Regions from separate parts of the Mus musculus genome. Here region 1 is linked to region 2. A link is a contact called in public promoter capture Hi-C data. All regions are on one chromosome and are shown on one strand. Each heading gives the region's core, a stretch centred on a gene start, on an enhancer-like site or on the middle of the called end of the contact. The rest is flanking DNA. Distances are from core to core; before and after follow the strand shown.

Region 1 (6,166 bases), core at 3,471-5,970, 510 kb after region 2:
TTTTTTAAGGGAGCTAATTATAGCCAGGAGTGTAGCTCATGCTTGTCCACAGGAGTCTGAGGCAGGAGTATTGCCTTGAGCTTGAGGCAGGCCATGTGGAGCAATGTTGGGAACTGAGAGATCCTGTCTCAAGGGAAGGAAAGATAAAATGAAGAAGGGTCCGGGACTGTAGCTCACTAGGTGAAGTGTTATCCTGGCATGGCACATGAGCGCGCCCGGGTTCAATCTCATGTTCCAAAGAGAACTGGGCACAGAGGCACATACCTGTGATACTAGACACCTACACAGAAGGCTCAGAAACTCAAAGCCGTCTTCAGCCTGAGCCACAGGAGACCTTCGTCTCAAAATCAAACAGAAACAAAGAAATGCAGACGGCTCAGAGCACTGGCTGCTCTTGCAGAGGACCCAGGTTCCATTCCTAGCACCCACAGTTGTTGGTAACCTTAGTTCCAAGGGATCCAGTGCCCTCCTCTGGCCCTGGAGGGCCCTGCACACATGTGGTACCTGGGCATACATGTAGGCAAGTCACTCAGATAGAGAGAATAAAAACTATTTTTAAAAAATGAAAAAAATCGGGCTGGAGAGATGGCTCAGCAGTTAAGAGCACTGACTGCTCTTCCAGAGGTCCTGAGTTCAAATCCCAGCAACCACGTGGTGGCTCACAACCATCTTTAATGAGATCTGATGCCATCTTCTTGGTGTGTCTGAAGACAGGGACAATGTACTCACATACATAAAATAAATAAAACTCATGTACATAAAATGAATAAATCTTTTTTTTTTAAAAGAATTTCTGTGGTATGATAATAATAAAACACAAAACTGGTTTTCACTTTTTTTTTTTTTAATTCTGTTTACCATTATTTAGTGGCACGTAGGTGTGGGGGAGGGGCTCACACATATACAGTTGGTTTCTCCCTCCACCACGTGGGTCCTAGGGATTAAACTCAGGTCACCAGGCTTAGCAGCAAGCGCCTTTATCCCTTTATCTGAGCCATCCTGCCGGCCTAATTTTTAGTTTCTGTTAACTTTTCTTGAAGAAATGATCTCTGCTGCAGCTGGACTCCTCTTGGCTGGGTTCCTTGGGGAGAGGTTGGCTCTCCTCACGTGATGTAAGGATAAAACCCAGCCCTCATACACAGCTAGGCGGCCTTTGCCTCTCGGAACTCATTTCCTTATTACTCAAAACGGAATTTCATCATACCTGCAGTCACAAGGGGGTATGGCAGCTTACACCTGTCACTTTAGCGCCTGGGACAGCCTGGGCTACATACTGAGAGTTTGTCTCAAACAAAACAAAAACAAACAAACCAGGGGCTGGCAAGGCAGCTCAGTGGGTATAAAGGCGCTTGCTGTCAAGCATGAAGACCTGCGTTCAATCCCCAGGACCTATCTGGTGGCCCGTGAGAACCTTTTTCCACAGGCTGTGGTCCTGTTCCCATATGCACGCCCCCCCCCACCCACCCCCCACCCTGCTGCACTAAATACAGTTTGTTTGGTTTTTTTGTTTGTTTGTATGTTTGTTTTCTAGACAGGGTTTCTCTGTGTAACTTTGGCTGTCGTGTAACTCCTTCTGTAGACCAGGCTTGGCCTCAAACTCAAAGAGATGCCCCTGCCTCTGCCTCCAATCACCACTCTGCCTAAGTAATTTTTTTTTTTTTTTTGTTAAAACGAAAATGAAAACCAACAAAAGAAGCCATAGACCTTTGAAAGGTGGAAGTTTCCCACGGAGAAACACATCCGGAAACCCTCGAGGGCTTTTGGAAACTGCAGGGCCACCTCCAGGGCTTCTGATCTGGCGGCTGGAGCTGAGCCTGGAGGATTTGCTCGGTTAACAAGTTCAGGGAGGTGGCGCTGAAGCAACTCCACTCGGAGGAAAAAAAAAAAAAAAACTTGTCAATCATCCTCTGATTGGTTCCGAGTTAGGTCTGTGAGGGCGGTACAGGTACGGGCTCTTTGGAGTGGCGTCTAGGAGAGGAGGTAGCCTGTGACCCTGAGTGGAGCTGACTCTCTGGGTGAAGCTGGCCCCGGGGGTCGGGGGTCGCATCCTCTGGCTCACTTGATGCGCTGGTTTGAATCCATGGTCCCCAGTTGGTGGCTACTTGGGAGGATTAGGTGGTGTGGCCTTCCTGGAGGAAGTGTGGCCCTGGGGGCTGCCTTTGAGGTTTCTAATGGCTATTACCAGTTAGCATTCTTCATCCTGTTTTAGGTTCAAAATGTGAACTCTGGGCTGCTGCTGGCCCTGCCTGCTGCCTGCCACCTCCACTGCACCGTCATCGACTCTGGAACCTCAAGCCCCAAATCGACTGTTTTTTGGTTTTTGTTTTTGAGACAGGGTTTCTCTGTATAGCCCTGGCTGTCCTGGAACTCATTTTGTAGACCAGGCTGGCCTCGAACTCAGAAATCTGCCTGCCTCTGCCTCCCAAGTGCTGGGATTAAAGGTGTGTGCCACTACTGCCTGGCACCTGAGGAAACTCTTACTGAGTTCAAGATCTTCTGACGGAGATGCCAGAGAGTGAGGTGGTAAGTCAAAGCTATGGGGAGGCTGAGGCAGGGGGATTTCGAGGGCCTCACAGTGAAACCTTACAAGGAAGAGGAGGAAGAAAAAGAGGAGGAGGAGGAGGAAATAAGAAAAAAGAAAAGAAAAAGCCAATTAATTTATTATAGGGGACAGCATTGTGAATTCTTTTGGTTTAGAAACAGGGTCTCATGCATCCCAGGCGTCAGGATGACCCTCAGTAAATGCTGATGTTCCTCCCCCCACCTCCTGAATGCCGGGTTTATAGGCCCTGCCCAGTGTATAGCCCTATGGAGGTTGGACCCTGGGCTCTGCACATTCCAGGCAGGCCATGGACTACATACATCCTCAGCCTGACAATGGAGAATTCTGATTCAGATTAAAAACCTCTCACTATTCAGACCTTGAACTGTTTTTCAGTTGTTTCAAGAGCTTCCCCGCTTCCTTTGTTTTACTCCCCCCCCCCTTTTGAGCCAAAGTCTTGTTTATATAGCCCTTGTTTATATAGGCTGCCTTGCTCCAACTTGAGCTTCCAACTTGCAATCCTCCTGCCTCAGCTTTCTGAGTAGCTGAAATTATAGGAATCCACCATTGTACCTGGCTTAATATATAAAAAATAATATTTACATTATATATGCATATAATATAAAATATATAATTTATAGTAATATAGTAGAATATAATATATGCAAATGAGTGAGCTCAGACCCTTGGCAGGCAGGTGGAAGCCCCACAGGTCTCCTGGGATCTAGAGCCTGTCTACCCACAAAGATAGTAGGGTAAAAGGGTAGTGGAAACATTGTGTGGGACCCCCCCAGTGCCATTTCTGAAAGAAATTAGGCCGGATTTGGAATACCACCCTGACCTTGGGTTTTCTCTTACACACAGCTAGGCGCAATACCTGATGATACTAAATTACTGTAGCTTTCTGAGCTGACTTGGGCTGCACTCGCAGGCCCCTTGTCTGCTCCTGGAGGAGCAGACAAGCTCTCTCAGAACTTTTTTTTTTTGAGGGGTGGGGGAGAGGGAGGTAAGGACATTAAGCCCCTCCCCTCGCTGGCTCTACCCCTTTCAGGTCTACAAGAGGAATTAGGATTTAATAAACAGCTGTGGAGAGGCGGGCACAAACATCCGGCCTGGGAAGGGGAGGGCGACTCAGCCCGGGATGGGTCAAGTCCCTGAAGCACGGAGAAGCTTTGTCAGAGTAAGGGACCATACATAGGCTCAACCCTGGTGGCGAGTGGGGGAGGAGGCTTATCCGCCGGTACCTGTGTCCCAGCTCCTGTAGGCACTGGATGGAGCTGGGAGGTTTCCTACAGTGGGCAGTCTGATGCCAGGCTTCCACGCGGTACCGCTCTGGAAGTTTCTGCCTTCTTCTAGGTAAGATTCAGGATTGCAAGTGGTAATTCTGCAATAATTTCCATGTATTAGACACACCGTCCTTCCCGGACAGATAAGGAAACAGGCTCAGGGGAGCCACGGGATCTGCAAAGCCTGATATTGTCTGCCCAGTTCGGGGCTCTTCCAGCCAATGGTGCCTTCAACAGGTCCCTGAGCCCTAGTTCAGTGTGTGTTTATGCGCATGCGTGCGTCCGTGTGTTCCAGGCTCAGGAAAAGGCCAGAGGTTGGTGGAGGGTGTCTTCTATCATGCTCTCCACTAGTTTCTGAGACAGGGTCCCTTACTGACCCTGGAGCTCACTCTTTCTAATAGATTGCTGGCCAGTGAGCCCGGAGATCCTTCCGGTCTCCGCCTGCTCTGTGGTTACAGATACGCAAAGCCACACCCAGGTGTCCTCATGAGTGCCAGGGATCCCAGCTCGGGCCCTCACGCTTGCATAGCAATCCCTTTATCCAGCGAGTGTTGCCAGCCCTCGTTTCACTGTTTGGCCAACTTTGATTGGCATCTCAGTATCATAGATGTCCCCGAGCTCTTGGCTTGTGAGAACCAGATTGTCTCCTAACAGCACCTGCGGAGCAGGGAAAGCAGGTGAGATCCTGGCAAGGCTGCCTGAAGTGTTTTGCTCAGACAAGAGATTCTCTGCCATTTGGACGGAGCGGGGAGTCTCAACCAGGAATAAAGTGGGTGGATCTGAACAAAATTTCCCCTGACTGGAGAATTCTTAGGCAGGAATGGCAGGAAGCTGTGGCGCGTGGAGGTCGAGCGCCCTCTACTGCTAAAGAAGAAGATTGCATCCACGCGGAAGGACACCGAACCTGCTCAGCCCACGCTGTTTTTCCTGCTCCGAGTTTGTCTGCGTCCAGGTCAGAGCTGCATACAGTTGTCCCGCTCTCCCTGCGTTCACGTCTCATTGGATTGAATACACACCTTCGAGAAAAATCTGAGAAAGAAGGTGGTGGAAGGAGATAGCTGGATTTCGCAAGTTGTCCTTTGCCCTCCACACGTTCACCCCACAATATACAATTAATAGGAAATGTTTTTCAGGGCTGGTGAGATGGCTCGGTGGGTAAGCACTGACTGCCTTTCCAAAGGTCCTCATCCCAGCAACCACATGGTGGCTCACAACCATCCGTAATGAGCTTTGACGCCCTCTTCTGGTGCCTTTGAAGACAGCTATAGTGTTCTTACATATAATAAATAAATCTTTGGGGCAGAGCAAGCAGAGGTCCTGAGTTCAATTTCCAGCAACCACATGGTGGCTCACAACCATCTGTACAGCTACAGTGTATTCATATACATAAAATAAATCTTAAAAAAAGAAAGAGAGAAAGAAAGGAATGTTTTTCAAGGGCCAGGCACACCTCAGTTCTCTTTCCTGTTGGATGTGTTCGTTCCTGGATCTGCACCCGGTTGTGAGAGCGGGTGAGAACCCTGCTGCAGAGATGCGCTCAGAACTCGGGCTCAGAAAATTGTGCGTGGATGAGCGCCAGGAACGAGCTTTGGGCACAGATCCAAAGGAGCAGTGAGTTAAAGGCAAGGCAACTCTGGGATGGCTGACCCAGCATCCCTCTTGCTTGGTCACAAAAAATAATTTAAGAAATATGTCGCCAGGCAGTGGTGGCGCAGGCCTCTAATCCCAGCGTTTGGGATTAAACCTGCACAGCTGTTTTTTTTAACATTTACTATGTCTGTGGAGACCCTGGAAAGGTGAAGTTCCCGAACCATGGATCCTAGAAGGATCTTAGAGAGATCTAGCCGGTAACACAGACACACCTGTCTGGATGCCTTGCAAAAAACAACAAAACAAAATAACAACAAGAAAACAAACAAACAAACCAAAAAACCACAGTCGTGCCCTGCCCCCCTTCAGTCTGGTCAAGGAAGCAACTTTTATTCCTTATTTACACGCTATAACTTCCTCCTGAGACCAGCTTTATGGCCCTTTTGATACAGAGTGAACTGGCAAACTGCATGCAAATATGGTCACAGAGCTGGAAATGAAGGTGGTAGATTCTAATCTAATGCCAGGATCAGAGCTGCTGTGTCCAGTCTATGGGCACAATGGTACTTAGCTAGGACATCCTTACAGGTGTTAAGGAAAACAAGACAAGACAAACAAAGCAGGCCGTGTCTCTGCTCCCAGCACTCAGATGCAGAGGCAGGACGTCCTGGTCTACAGAGTGAGTTCCAGGCCAGCCAGATAGCTAGACCCTAACCCTAACCTGTCCTAACACAACAAAATAAAATGC
Region 2 (6,040 bases), core at 2,541-5,040:
TTATATGAATACACTGTAGTTCTCCCCAGACACACCAGAAGAGGGCATCGGATCCCATTAAAGATGGTTGGGAGCCACCATGTGGTTGCTGGGATTTGAACTCAGGACCTCTGGAAGAGCAGTCAGTGCTCTTAACCGCTGAGCCATCACTCCAGCCCTGACCTTCTTGCCTGAGGAGTAGTTTCCATTTTTATTTTGGCCTTTGCTTCTCATTAAAGTTCAAGAGCAGCAGGGCAGTGGTGGCGTATGCCTTTAATCCCAGCCAGCACTCAGCACTCGGGAGGCAGAGGCAGGCGGATTTCTGAGTTCGAGGCCAGCCTGGTCTACAGAGCGAGTTCCAGGACAGCCAGGGCAATACAGAGAAACCCTGTCTCGAAAAACCAAAAACAAACAAACAAACAAACAACAACAAAAAAACCAAAAACCAAAAAAACCAAAAAAAAAACAAAACCCCCCCCCCAAAAAAACCAACTCAAACCCTGAGTCCAATTTCAAGTCTCTCAGAAAAGATATCAAACAGGACATTGAAACCCAGTGAGATGGGTAGATGGGTAAAGGAGCCTGCTGCCAGCCCTGAGTACAATCCCTGGGTCTCACATAGATGACGAAGAAAAGCACCTCTCGATAGGAGGCCTCTGACTTCTGTGCAGATGCCACACACAGCGAGCGCATGCCCACCCACCATCAGTAAATAAGTGTGTGGTAAAAAAATCTACAAAAATACTGATAGTGGCACTCACCTCCCCTTCGGATTCATTATGAGAAAAAAATTTAAAAGATTTATTTACTTATTTTATGTATATGAGTTCTCTCTCTGCGTGTGCAACCTGCATGCTAGATGGTTGTGAGCCACCATGTGGGTACTGGGAATTGAACTCAGGACCTCTGGAAAGACAGCCAGTGCTCTTAACCGCCGAGCCATCTCTCCAGCCCCTCATTATGAGAATATTAAAGTCCAAGGCCAAATTTTTTTTTTTCAGTTTTCTAAATGAAATGAACATCACCGATAGATCCTTGTCTGGGACTCAGGACATGTATGCTCCCAGGTCCCAAAGCCCTCTCTCTGTTCTGGAGATCATAGTTTACCTCACGGGGGGGGGTGGGGGGGTGGGGGGGGTGGTGAGGGGGGAGACACGCTACCTTGGGAGAGTGAAGACAGAAGACAGCAGGGGAAACCAGAACTTCCTTCCATAGCTCCCCACTGGGTAAATAGAGCCAGCCAATCAGCTATTGAATAGGGGAAAGGATGCTGCGGCAGGTAACATGCTAACCACTGAGGCCACTTCACATTCTAAAAAGGACACACCGGTATAGAGTGGCAGGTTTTGCTGGCTTCACTTCAGGAGCGGCCAAGATATGAGTAAACAGGTTCCCTGGCTTCTCTGCAAATCAATGTCGTTAGAACCTGAACCCAGGCACAGCAGCCTGAACAGCTACAAGCTGGCAGCCAGCCTGGGTCCAGAGAGTTCTAAGACAGCCTGGGCTGTGGGGTAACACTGTCAAAACAAACAACCATGACAACAAAACCCAAATTAATAATAATAATAACCAAAGCAAAACAAAAATCTGGAAGCGAGACCTGGTCATTGTATTGCTTATTTAATAAAACAAAACAAAACAAAACAAAACAAAAAAACCCTAAGAAATGGCGTTGAAGAGCTGAGCACACCTGTGATTCCGGCACCCAGAAGGAAGGTCATCCTCGGCTACTTAGTGAGTTTGAGGCCAGTCTGGGAGAAATGAGACACTTCCCGAAAACAAACAAACAAACCAGAACAAAACATAAAAGAGCTCCTGAAGTCAGGAGAGGGAGTGTATCAGTCTCTATGCATTATACGTGGCTCTGCTCATAGTTGCTGCCAAAGCGTCCATTTTCAAGTCCGTGGACACATTTCTTCGTAATCCAAATTGGTTGTATGTTGGGGTGTGTGTGTGTACTGCGTATGTGTTGGGGAGTCAGCGGAGGCCAGAGGGGAATCTTGGGGATCCCCCTCATCACTCCCTACTTTATTCCTTCTGAGGCAGAATCTGACAGCGTGTCGATAAACTCGGAGTTCCAGTTCTTCCACCAGGCTGGGAGCAAGCAGGTGCCAGCCGTCCGATTGCTCTCTGCTCGCCTTTGTGCTGGGAGGAGAGTTTATGTGGGTACTGGAATCCAGACATAGGTCTTCATGCTTCAGCTGTAATTCTGAGCCTCAGGGCCATCTCCCCAGCATCCACGATCTATTTTGCTGTTTAGAATAAGAACACTGTGTGTGCATGTGGGCCAAAAGTGGAGTTGGCGCTCTCCTCCCTCGATCCAGGGGGTCAAAGTTGGGTTGTCAAGTGGCAGAGCTTCACCTGCCTAGCCACCTGGCAGACCCCTATCAATCTTTAACTTATAGCAGGAAATTTAATTACTTTGCAGTGGAAGTGGACGTGGGCACTTAGGAGGAAAACCAATCAAATCTGCGAACCGTGTTGGCACACATCGTTCAGTTCATCAAAGTTCTAGGGAGGCGGAGGCCGGTGAATCTCCATGAATTCAAGGCCAAGCGTGGTCTACATAAGGAGTTCCAGGCCAGCCAAGGCTACATAGTGAGAACCCATCTTAAAACAAACACAAAACAAAGGGGGCAATTATTTATTATTAAAAGTGTCAAAAAAAATTCTGGGCGTGGTGGCGCACTCCTTTAATCCCAGCACTCAGGAGGCAGAGGCAGGCGGATTTCTGAGTTCGAGGCCAGTCTGGACTACAGAGTGAGTTCCAGGACAGCCAGGGCTAAACAGAGAAACCCTGTCTCGGAAAACCAAAAAAAAAAAAAAAAAAAAAAAGTGTCAGACTATACATTAACACCCTGTCTCAGAAAAACAAAAACAAAAAACAAAGAAAGGGTCTTTTGGGGAGGGGTTGGGAGAGCTGAAGAGGTGGCTCACTGGTTAAGAGCATTGCTTCTCACCAGGTGGTGGTGGAGCACGCCTTTAATCCCAGCACTTGGGAGGCAGAGGCAGGTGGATCTCTGAGACCAGCCTGGTCTACAGAGTGAGTTCCAGGAAAGCCAGGGCTATACAGAGAAACCCTGTCTCGAAAACACCAAAACAAACAAACAAGAGCATTGCTACTCTTGCAGGGGGACTCAGATTCCATCCCGAGCACCCACAGGGCAGTTCACAACAGGTTGTCACTCAAGTTCCAGGGGATCTGACGCCCTTTTATGGCCGTCAGGAGCTCCTCCTGTATGCATGAAGGTAAAACACACACATTATTAAAAAAAAAAAAAAACCAGTCTATTTTAAAAAGCGTCTTGGATGGAGAAATGCCCGCTAGTGTGAATTCAGGGCTACCCAGGGCTGGGCTAACGCGCTGACACCGAGCTATAGCCCCAGTGCTCTTACAGTATTATTTTGAGTCCGAGGTCTCACTAAGTCACCCAGACTGGCCTTGAACTCGTGATTCTTCCGCCTAAGCCTATTGAGTGGCAGATTATTGTCCTGTGCTACTAGTGAAAGAGTTTCTTTAAGAGAGCGAATTCCTAAATTAGGACTGCTTGGATCCTCTTTCGCACGCAGGACATGGGAAATATTAACCACTTCTTTGGTGGCACAAGCCTCTAATCCGAGCACTTGGGAGGTGGAGCCAGGAGGATCACGGATTTGGAGTCAGACAAGGATATGTCAGACCCTCTCTCAGCAAACAACACAAGCCACAAACAAACAAACACTACAAGAACCTCAAAAGGCAATCATTGCCCCAGGCGTCAGCAGCATATCCGGAACCTTAACTGAGCTGAGCAGGAAAGACAGCGGGCAATCCGTAGAGGAGCGCCCAAGAATCTTGGCGTGGGAGACACGTAGGATTCTGGGACTTGTAGTTTTCTTCCAACTAGATCGGCTTCGCGGACTACATTTCCCAAGATGCACACGTAACAAGCGAGTCCCACTGTTGGGTGAGAATTGTGGAAGGTAAGTGTTCTGATCCGGCTGAAGGTTTCCCGCTGAGCATTCTTACTAGGGATTCCATCTGTCTCTTTTGTTCTCGAGGGGACAAGGAGGATTTATCCCGGCAAAACCCGACTGTTTAGCCGTTCACACGTAGCTGGGAAATCTCATGGAGAAAGCAGGGTCCTGAGCTCTTCTTGGATAGGAAGCCAAGCCTAAATATGTGTGCCTATCACTCGATAGCTCCGCATTATGTCAAAGACTGTGTCAAAGGCTTGTCTTTACAACTAGAAAACCAGACAGGCAAGTTTGTATGCCTTGATTTTTATGTGTCCAAGTAGCAGAATTTACAATGCAGGGTAAGCAGACAGAGTGATTACTTAGCGTCCATCCCAGAGGCCCTGGATTTGGTACCGAGAACCGTGTAGAAAAAGACAAAACAAAACTGACATACTAAAATTAAAAAATCTTTTGGAGAAATGATATAATTCGGTTTAGTTGTATTCCTTGGCCTGGGCTACAGGGAATTCTGTCTCAAGTAATGATAATAATAATAATAATAATATCTGATTTAAACCAAGTAGAGTTATAGAACAAATAGTCCCATGAGAGATAATATTAACAAAAATATAAATATTACTAAAACATGTTTATATTAGTAGCAGGTGAAAAATAATGGGCTATTAAAAGTCTGTTTTTTAGGGCTGGAGAGATGGCTCAGTGGTTAAGAGCACCCCCTGCTCTTCCAAAGGTCCTGAGGTCAACTCTCAACGACCACAAGGTGTCTCACAACCATCTCTGATGAGTTCTTCCCTCTTCTGGGAAGTAGGTGTACGCGCAGGTTGACCATTCATATACATAAAATAAGTAAAAAAAAATTTTTTTAAAGTTTGTTTTAAAAAATATTTAATTTTTTAAAATTAAATTTTATTTTATGTGTTTGGGTATTTTACCTGCGCGTGTATTTGCGCATCCCTTTTATTCCTCGGCGCTTGCAGAGCGCAGACGAGGGCCTGAAACTGGAGTTAAAGATAGTTGTAAGTCACCATTGTAGGTGCTGAGAATTGAAGGGCTTCCGGACGAACCGTCCTCCCTTCTGTTTCCCCAGTGCTACAATCCCAGGCCGGGGCCACCGTGGCAAAATTTTCATAGTCGAATAGAGTTCCGGTGTCTATCAATTGGTGGGTTAACTTGACTTGTAAAACCCAGCTGCTCTCATGGATTTCTTTCTCTCCAGAATAAGAATGAGCGGATTGACTTTCAGGCCGACAAAGGGCCGTTGGATCACCCACCTCAGCCGGCCGCGTTCTTGTGGACCCTCGGGGTTATTTGTGCCGCCCAGCCCTCCTTTGGACCCTGAAAAGATCAAAGAGTTACAGCGCTTCATTAGCCTTTCCAAGAAACTCCTCGTGATGACAGGCGCGGGGATCTCCACCGAGTCCGGCATCCCAGACTACAGGTCAGAAAAGGTGGGACTTTACGCCCGCACTGACCGGAGACCCATCCAGCACATTGATTTCGTCCGCAGTGCTCCGGTCCGCCAGCGGTACTGGGCCCGAAACTTTGTGGGCTGGCCTCAATTCTCCTCTCACCAACCCAACCCAGCACACTGGGCTCTGAGCAACTGGGAGAGACTGGGGAAGCTGCACTGGTTGGTGACTCAGAACGTGGACGCTTTGCACTCCAAAGCAGGGAGTCAGCGGCTGACGGAGCTCCACGGATGCATGCACAGGTGCAGAAGTCTGCGGGGTTTGGCCCTAAGAAGACGTGTGGTCCCCCAGGTGAACGGCCCCTGGCTGTCTGGACCAGGGTTATCTTAAGATGGAGAGCAAGCAAAGGCTCCCGGAGCAAGTTGTTCTCTTTGGAGTTAGGCCCAGTGAACTGAGGAGAGGAAGTAGGGACGGGAGCAGGGGAGGGAGCAAGCCAGGAGAGGATGCTTTCTGCCTGGCTCGGGTGCAGTGGTCACCTGGGCAAAGCTCTGAGCTCAGTCTCCCAGCACCAGGAAAAATAACGTGAGTGGGGTTGCGTCCTGCGGTGGCTCTAGCCCAGGACTTCAGACTTATTTCAGAAAGAGCCACTGTGAGGTTGATGGGTAGTGTTGTTAACCCTGAGTTTGGGTTGA

The links. Promoter capture Hi-C pulls out the DNA fragments that hold promoters and counts their contacts.
Region 1: a promoter capture Hi-C map of embryonic stem cells shows a contact between it and region 2, with 2.4 times the contacts expected there. The contact joins the enhancer-like site here to the promoter of Sirt4 in region 2. A contact is called at or near these places in 11 of 39 promoter capture datasets (the C10 cell line, HPC-7-derived erythroid cells, cranial neural crest and 6 more), 2 of 484 Hi-C or Micro-C datasets (the G1E-ER4 cell line and large pre-B cells), 8 of 115 datasets of contacts at active chromatin or transcription factors (astrocytes, bone marrow-derived macrophages, embryonic stem cells and 4 more) and 1 of 9 other capture datasets (embryonic stem cells).

Annotation. Positions count from the first base shown.
Region 1 is chr5:114,977,920-114,984,085 of GRCm38.p6, reverse strand. Hnf1aos1 (a long non-coding RNA gene) reads right to left here. Exons shown (of 6, transcript XR_878697.3): 2 at 4,733-4,857; 3 at 3,787-3,926; 4 at 1,705-1,868. Among named protein-coding and RNA genes, the nearest start is that of Hnf1a, 9.9 kb to the right of the region's middle. Within about 2 kb of position 4,720, at least 155 of the 459 cell types and tissues checked have an H3K27ac peak or open chromatin away from gene starts, as enhancers often do. A contact at or near this core is called in the G1E-ER4 cell line, bone marrow-derived macrophages, embryonic stem cells and 4 more, where this site is marked.
Region 2 is chr5:115,482,234-115,488,273 of GRCm38.p6, reverse strand. Sirt4 (sirtuin 4) reads left to right here and starts at 3,790. Exons shown (of 5, transcript NM_133760.1): 1 at 3,790-3,942; 2 at 5,156-5,650. The coding sequence starts at 5,163. Gm42007 (a long non-coding RNA gene) reads right to left here and starts at 3,824. Exons shown (of 2, transcript XR_878704.2): 1 at 3,711-3,824; 2 at 1,581-2,231.